Regions from separate parts of the Pan troglodytes genome. Here region 2 is linked to region 1. The links are chromatin contacts, called in public Hi-C maps. All regions are on one chromosome and are shown on one strand. The core of a region is the stretch at or near the end of the contact, and the rest is flanking DNA. Distances in the headings are between cores, read along the strand shown. Region 1 holds the start of FLOT1 (flotillin 1). Region 2 holds the start of GTF2H4 (general transcription factor IIH subunit 4).

The links. A called contact is a pair of places that touch in the nucleus more often than the background predicts.
Region 2: a Hi-C map of stem cell-derived neural progenitor cells shows a contact between it and region 1, with 2.1 times the contacts expected there. The contact joins the promoter of GTF2H4 here to the promoter of FLOT1 in region 1. A contact is called at or near these places in 2 of 7 Hi-C or Micro-C datasets (induced pluripotent stem cells and stem cell-derived neural progenitor cells) and 1 of 1 datasets of contacts at active chromatin or transcription factors (stem cell-derived excitatory neurons).

What each region holds. Positions count from the first base shown.
Region 1 is chr5:36,620,735-36,623,661 of NHGRI_mPanTro3-v2.0_pri, reverse strand. It overlaps FLOT1 (flotillin 1), which reads left to right and starts at 1,516. Exons shown (of 12, transcript NM_001042381.1): 1 at 1,516-1,558; 2 at 1,838-1,913; 3 at 2,001-2,091; 4 at 2,370-2,513; 5 at 2,905-2,927. The coding sequence starts at 1,516. LOC107975444 (a long non-coding RNA gene) reads right to left here and starts at 783. Exons shown (of 2, transcript XR_001718987.4): 1 at 610-783; 2 at 1-472.
Region 2 is chr5:36,787,832-36,790,758 of NHGRI_mPanTro3-v2.0_pri, reverse strand. GTF2H4 (general transcription factor IIH subunit 4) reads right to left here and starts at 1,536. Exons shown (of 13, transcript NM_001045503.1): 1 at 1,400-1,536; 2 at 1,034-1,138; 3 at 510-641. The coding sequence starts at 1,536.

The sequences.
Region 1 (2,927 bases), core at 267-2,766:
GCGTCGTTAATTTATTTCTTATTGCTACTAATTAATATTTATATGTATTTATGTACGTCCTCCTAGGTGATGGAGATGTGTACGTAATATTTATTTTAACTTATGCAAGGGTGTGAGATGTTCCCCCTGCTGTAAATGCAGGTCTCTTGGTATTTATTGAGCTTTGTGGGACTGGTGGAGGCAGGACACCTGGAACTGCGGCAAAGTAGGAGAAGAAATGGGGAGGACTCGGGTGGGGGAGGACGTCCCGGCTGGGATGAAGTCTGGTGGTGGGTCGTAAGTTTAGGAGGTGACTGCATCCTCCAGCATCTCAACTCCGTCTGTCTACTGTGTGAGACTTCGGCGGACCATTAGGAATGAGATCCGTGAGATCCTTCCATCTTCTTGAAGTCGCCTTTAGGGCGGCTGCGAGGTAGAGGGTTGGGGGTTGGTGGGCTGTCACGGAGCGACTGTCGAGATCGCCTAGTATGTTCTGTGAACACAAATAAAATTGATTTACTGTCTGCAGTCTTGAGTGTATCTTTGCAAGCGCCCACTCCCCACTCCTCCCCGCCTTCAGATGGCAAGGACCGGCGGGAGGCGCCGTGGCCGAGTCCCAGGCCCGCGCACCTCCCTGGGCCCAGGAGCCCCTTTTCCTGGAGTCACAGAACCCAGCATCCGGTTGCCGGATGTAGTCTTTCATTGCCCAGTCTGCGGTTTTCCCAGGTAGTTGCCCCGCGGCGAATCCGAGATGTGGCAATCACCCTTACGCCAGGGTGCCAGGCGGTGGTCAAGTCCCTCACCCGGGGGCGGAGCGTGGCGCGGCGTGGGCGGGATTCCCGGCTCAAGAAGGGCGGTGACTGGGGCGGCAGGGATGTGGCCCTCCCCGGGCTAACCAGGCAGCCCGGCTGGGCCCGAGAGCCAGCGGGCGGGCGGGCTGCGGACTCTAGCGGGGCCTGCCGGGAAAGGGGCGGGCCGAGCGCACTGGGCCGAGGCGGGGCGAAGTGGGGGTGCTTAGTCCGTTGCGGGGGGCGGGGTCGCGTCTCCGCAGCAACAGGGTGCGGCCGGGTGGGGAACGCGGGAGCGGGGCCAGCTCCCAGGAAAGCTGGTCTGCGAGCGGCCCCTGCCCGTCTCCCAGGTCCCTGCGCGACCCCGCCCTTCCCGAGACCCCAGCCGGGCTGCCGCCCGTGTCCCGGAAGGTGAGTGGGGGAGGGGAGATGGAGCCTGGGGCTGCCGAGAAGCAGGGAGAGAGGGGAAAGGTCTGCAGGCCTCTGGGCGCGGGGGACCTTTATCAAAGGGAGCGGCGAGGGGAAGGGAGGGACCATACGCAGGCGGAGAAGAGGTAGCTGGGGATCTTAAGGATTTTGCAGGGAAAAGCCTTAGCGGACCCATGGGTGCAGAAGGGACGGGCCGTGGCGGATGCAGACTGGGAGGGCCTGACGGGAAAGGGAAAGGATGGGCCCCTGTGGACGCCACAGCGCGCCTTCCCCATCCGCAAAGGCTTTCCCTCCCTCTCCTCCAGCTCCAGCCTGAACCATGTTTTTCACTTGTGGCCCAAATGAGGCCATGGTGGTCTCCGGTAAGTACTGTTGTTCCCTTCCCAGCCAGTGACCCCAGAACCCCTGTGAGTCTGGCCTCTGCCCCTTCTCCCTCTCCCTACCAACTTCCCAACGCCAGACTTCTGCCCCTTGATGGCCACGAACTGCCCAGTTTGATTCCTACCATTCCAAGGCCCAGACTGCTTCCCCTCCAGCTCCCAGATTCTCTCCTGTGGGTTGCTGTCCCCTCACCCCCGCCAGTTCCTCAGTCTTCCACATTCAAGCTCTGCCACCGTTCCTCACTGCCCCACACCTTGCAGGGTTCTGCCGAAGCCCCCCAGTCATGGTGGCTGGAGGGCGTGTCTTTGTCCTGCCCTGCATCCAACAGATCCAGAGGTAGGCAAGAAGGGAACCAGGGAAGGGGGACCTCCGTTTTCTCTTTTTCCTCCTCTTCTTACTGTCTGCCCCTTCTTTTTCCCCTAGGATCTCTCTCAACACACTGACCCTCAATGTCAAGAGTGAAAAGGTTTACACTCGCCATGGGGTCCCCATCTCAGTCACTGGCATTGCCCAGGTGAAGCTTTCAGAGCCTTTTCCCCAAAGTCCACTTCCCCATCACCCTCTCCCAGACATTAAGACATCTTCTGGCCACAGTCTTCTCAACCCTTGCCTGCAGAGAAGTTCCTCTGCTAGTCTCATCTTTTCCAGGCACCCCAAGGCACTTGCCTCCTCCTCCTTTCTTTCCCTGAAATGGAAGAAGCGTTTCTTAGAGGGCTCTCCCTTCTCTCTCTGCTTTTTCTCTGACTTCATGAGACCCCCACCACACCTTTCCTACCCCTACTCTGGCTACAGGTAAAAATCCAGGGGCAGAACAAGGAGATGTTGGCGGCCGCCTGTCAGATGTTCCTGGGGAAGACGGAGGCTGAGATTGCCCACATTGCCCTGGAGACGTTAGAGGGCCACCAGAGGGCCATCATGGCCCACATGACTGTGGAGGTTGGCCTCGGGGCAGGGAACCATCTGGAAGGATGTCAAAATGAGGGGGGCCCAAGGCCCACACTAGTCTGTGAGAGACAGTGGATCCAAGAGCATACATCCCGGCCAGGCAGGGTGGTTCATGCCTGTAATCCCAGCACTTTGGGACGCCAAGGTGGGCAGATCACTTGAGGTCAGGAGTTCGAGACCAGCCCAGCCAACCTGGTGAAACCCCTTCTCTACTACAAATACAAAAATTAGCTGGGTATGGTGGTGGGTGTCTGTAATCCCAGCTACTTGGGAGGCTGAGGCAGGAGAATCACTTGAACCCAGGAGGCAGAGGTTGCAGTGAGCCAAAAAAAAAAAAAACAAAAAACTTACATCCCTTCTCCCCACCATCCTGTTATCACAGGAGATCTATAAGGACAGGCAGAA
Region 2 (2,927 bases), core at 287-2,786, 170 kb before region 1:
GATCACTTGAGGTCAGGAGTTCAAGACCAGCCTGGCCAACATGGCAAAACCCCATCTCTACTAAAAATACAAAAAATTAGCCTGGCATCGTGGTGGGTGCCTGTAATCCCAGCTACTCAGGAGGCTGAGGCAGGAGAATCACTTGAACCCAGGAGGTAGAGGCTGCCGTGAGTCAAGATTACACCACTGCACTCTGGCCTTGGTGACAGAGTGAGACTCTGTCTCAAAAACAAACAAAACAGAACAACAAAAAAAGAGTAAGGAACCCTGTCTGTGTTCCTTGCTGCCCTCTGCCATCTTTCCACCCTTATCCTCAGGGGCCATGAGTGGGGGACATTTCCTACACCACACACTACATCTGGTCCAACTTACTCCTAAAGGAGTTCCCAACGTGGAGACCACAAGGTTCTGGGAAGGCCCCTAGGAGCTCCCCCTCCCAAAGTTTAATTAGTGGTTTAATAAGCAGCAGTTCCCCTGCCCTAGCTTAGGAAGAGACAGAAGTGACATACCCACCCAGAAGGGCAATGCGGAGGTTCTGGCGGAAAATGGGGTTGAGGATGAGGCCCTGGAGCCCGCCTGGGAGCAGCTGGGTGTGCCAGATCCGGAGGCCGCTCAGCAGCCCTGTACTTTCCTCCTGAGCCCTGGAACAGAAGCAGAGAGGTGAGTAGGGTATTTGGAGAACAAAAAGGAGGCCCATAAAAGCCACCATCTCTGCCTGTTCTGAACTTGCTGATCCTTGGAACACTGTTCCACAGAGTGAAATTAGTATCCTCTTAAGACAAATTCTTTACTGCATTACTTATCAGAGCCTCATTACAGATATCACACATAACTCTTTAAGAGGGAGGATACATTTGAAAGCAAGATCTCAGCTGGGAAATAAATAAAAGGGAAAAGGCAGTATGCAGAGTTTCCCAAATGTATTTATTTTTAAGTTTTGTGATATATCTATTAACACTTCCTGGAAGTGCTCCAAGGAACAGCAGTTTGGGAAATGTAGCTGTTGAGAAATTTGTATCTGGCTGAGACTTACTTGCTGAATTCCTTCTTTACCCACAGAGCTACAGCAGCCTGTGGCAAAGGCTGCTCCAGAAAGAGCATCCGCATCACCCAGTTCTTAGCCAAGGATGGGAGCTCCCTGTACAGGGACAGAGGTCAAAGGTTAATATCAGAAGCTGCATTGTATCTGCATCTCTGCCCTCAGTTACCTCTCAAACATCTCATCTCACTCCAGCACAACTTTACCAGTCCTGCTGTTTTGGCCTCCACACTTTAGAGCAATTTCCAACCCTCGCCCCCAGTCCCCACCCCGACTCCAGGCTGCTACACTTTTACCTATGATATTTTATTCCAGTCCGCAGACCCCATTACATTTCCCTGCCATGAAGGGGCTCCTCACCTGAAGACAGCCAGACATGTGGCAGGGTGCCCATACAATCGGTCCAATACCCCAGGGCTCAGGCCCCCTAAGAATTCCTGCAGATTCCTGCATTGTAGGTGTACTCGGTTCAGTCCCCTTGAAGGGGTGCTCTCCATCACCTGAGGAATGCAAACGTCAGAAGTGCAACCTCACCATCCATGCCAGTGTCACCCCTGACCTTTCTAACTGATTCCAGATCCATCAGTCCCCACAATAACCCCACCTTTTCTGTGGTCTCCTTTCCCATGTCACTCATCTCCTCTGGTTTCTCCCAAACCTGACCAATCTCCCTCCCTTTCTTGCCTCCTCACCCTATTTCTGCCCTTCAACTCCAGTCTTCCCTCAATTACCAAGTGACAGAATTGTTAACTGTCCAGTGTTTGCAAGATCATTTTGTATTTCAATGACTTGTCTCATCTTTGGCTAAACAAGGACAAAGAAAATTGAGCCCACACCTCTCTCTTCCATCCCATCCTGATCAGACCAGTCTATAAGCTCCAAATCTGCCCGTCCTTCCTATCTTCTATCTCTTAGCCCACTTCTGCTAAGTACGGCGGTAACCTCTCCCCTCCATGCTTCCCAAATCTAAAGCCACCTCTTTTCCCTTCCCAAGTCTACTTCACGTCATTCACCCTGACCCACGCCTTCCGATCTCCTAGCTTCTCCCTGCCTTCCTCTCACTCTTCGCCTCTCACTCACCTCTCTCTCTCTCATACCTCTGCCACTCCCGCCCTCCTAGGTCCCCTCACCACTCTGTCGATCCTCCTCGCGCACCCCGAGTCTCGGGCCGTCGCTTAATCGGAGCCAAAGTCTCGCATTGGCTCCTGGAGATTGAGGGAAAGATGGTGAAAAAATGCGAGGAAAAGATGGGGAAAGCAAAGAAAGATTTCACAGGCAAGAGCCCGGAATGGAGAATTCAGAAGAGAAGGGAGGTAAGGGGAGGAGTGGAAAAGTGAAGAGGATGAGAATAGACGCTGCACTCTCCGGGCGCGGGGGATGCTGGGAATTGGAGTCTTGCCTTTGCTCTCCTTAGAGCCGGCTGAAGCGCGTCTGACTACAAATCCCGAAAGGCACCGTGGGGAAGCCGAAAGGAGAGGAGCTGGCTTTTAATTGAGCGAGGGGAGACACCAGAAGCTGGACCAGTTGGTTCCGCGAAGGCAGAACCAACTCCGCCCACGCTGCTAACGGCGCGTGTAACCGGCTGGAGCGGGAGGCGGGTCCGGGAAAGTAGAAGTGCCTGGAGGGCTTCCTTGCGGAGGCGCGCTATGGCGACTTGGTGGTGAGCCGAGTGAGCACAATTACTCCCCGTAAAATTGGGATAATACACACTCCAGGCCGGGCGCGGTGACTCACGCCTGTAATCCTAGCACTTTGGGAGGCCGAGGCGGCGAATCACCCGAGGTCAGGAGTTCGAGACCATCCTGGCCAACATGGTGAAACCCCGTCTTTACTAAAAATACAAAAATTAGCCGGGCGTGGTGGTGGGCACCTGTAATCCCAGCTACTC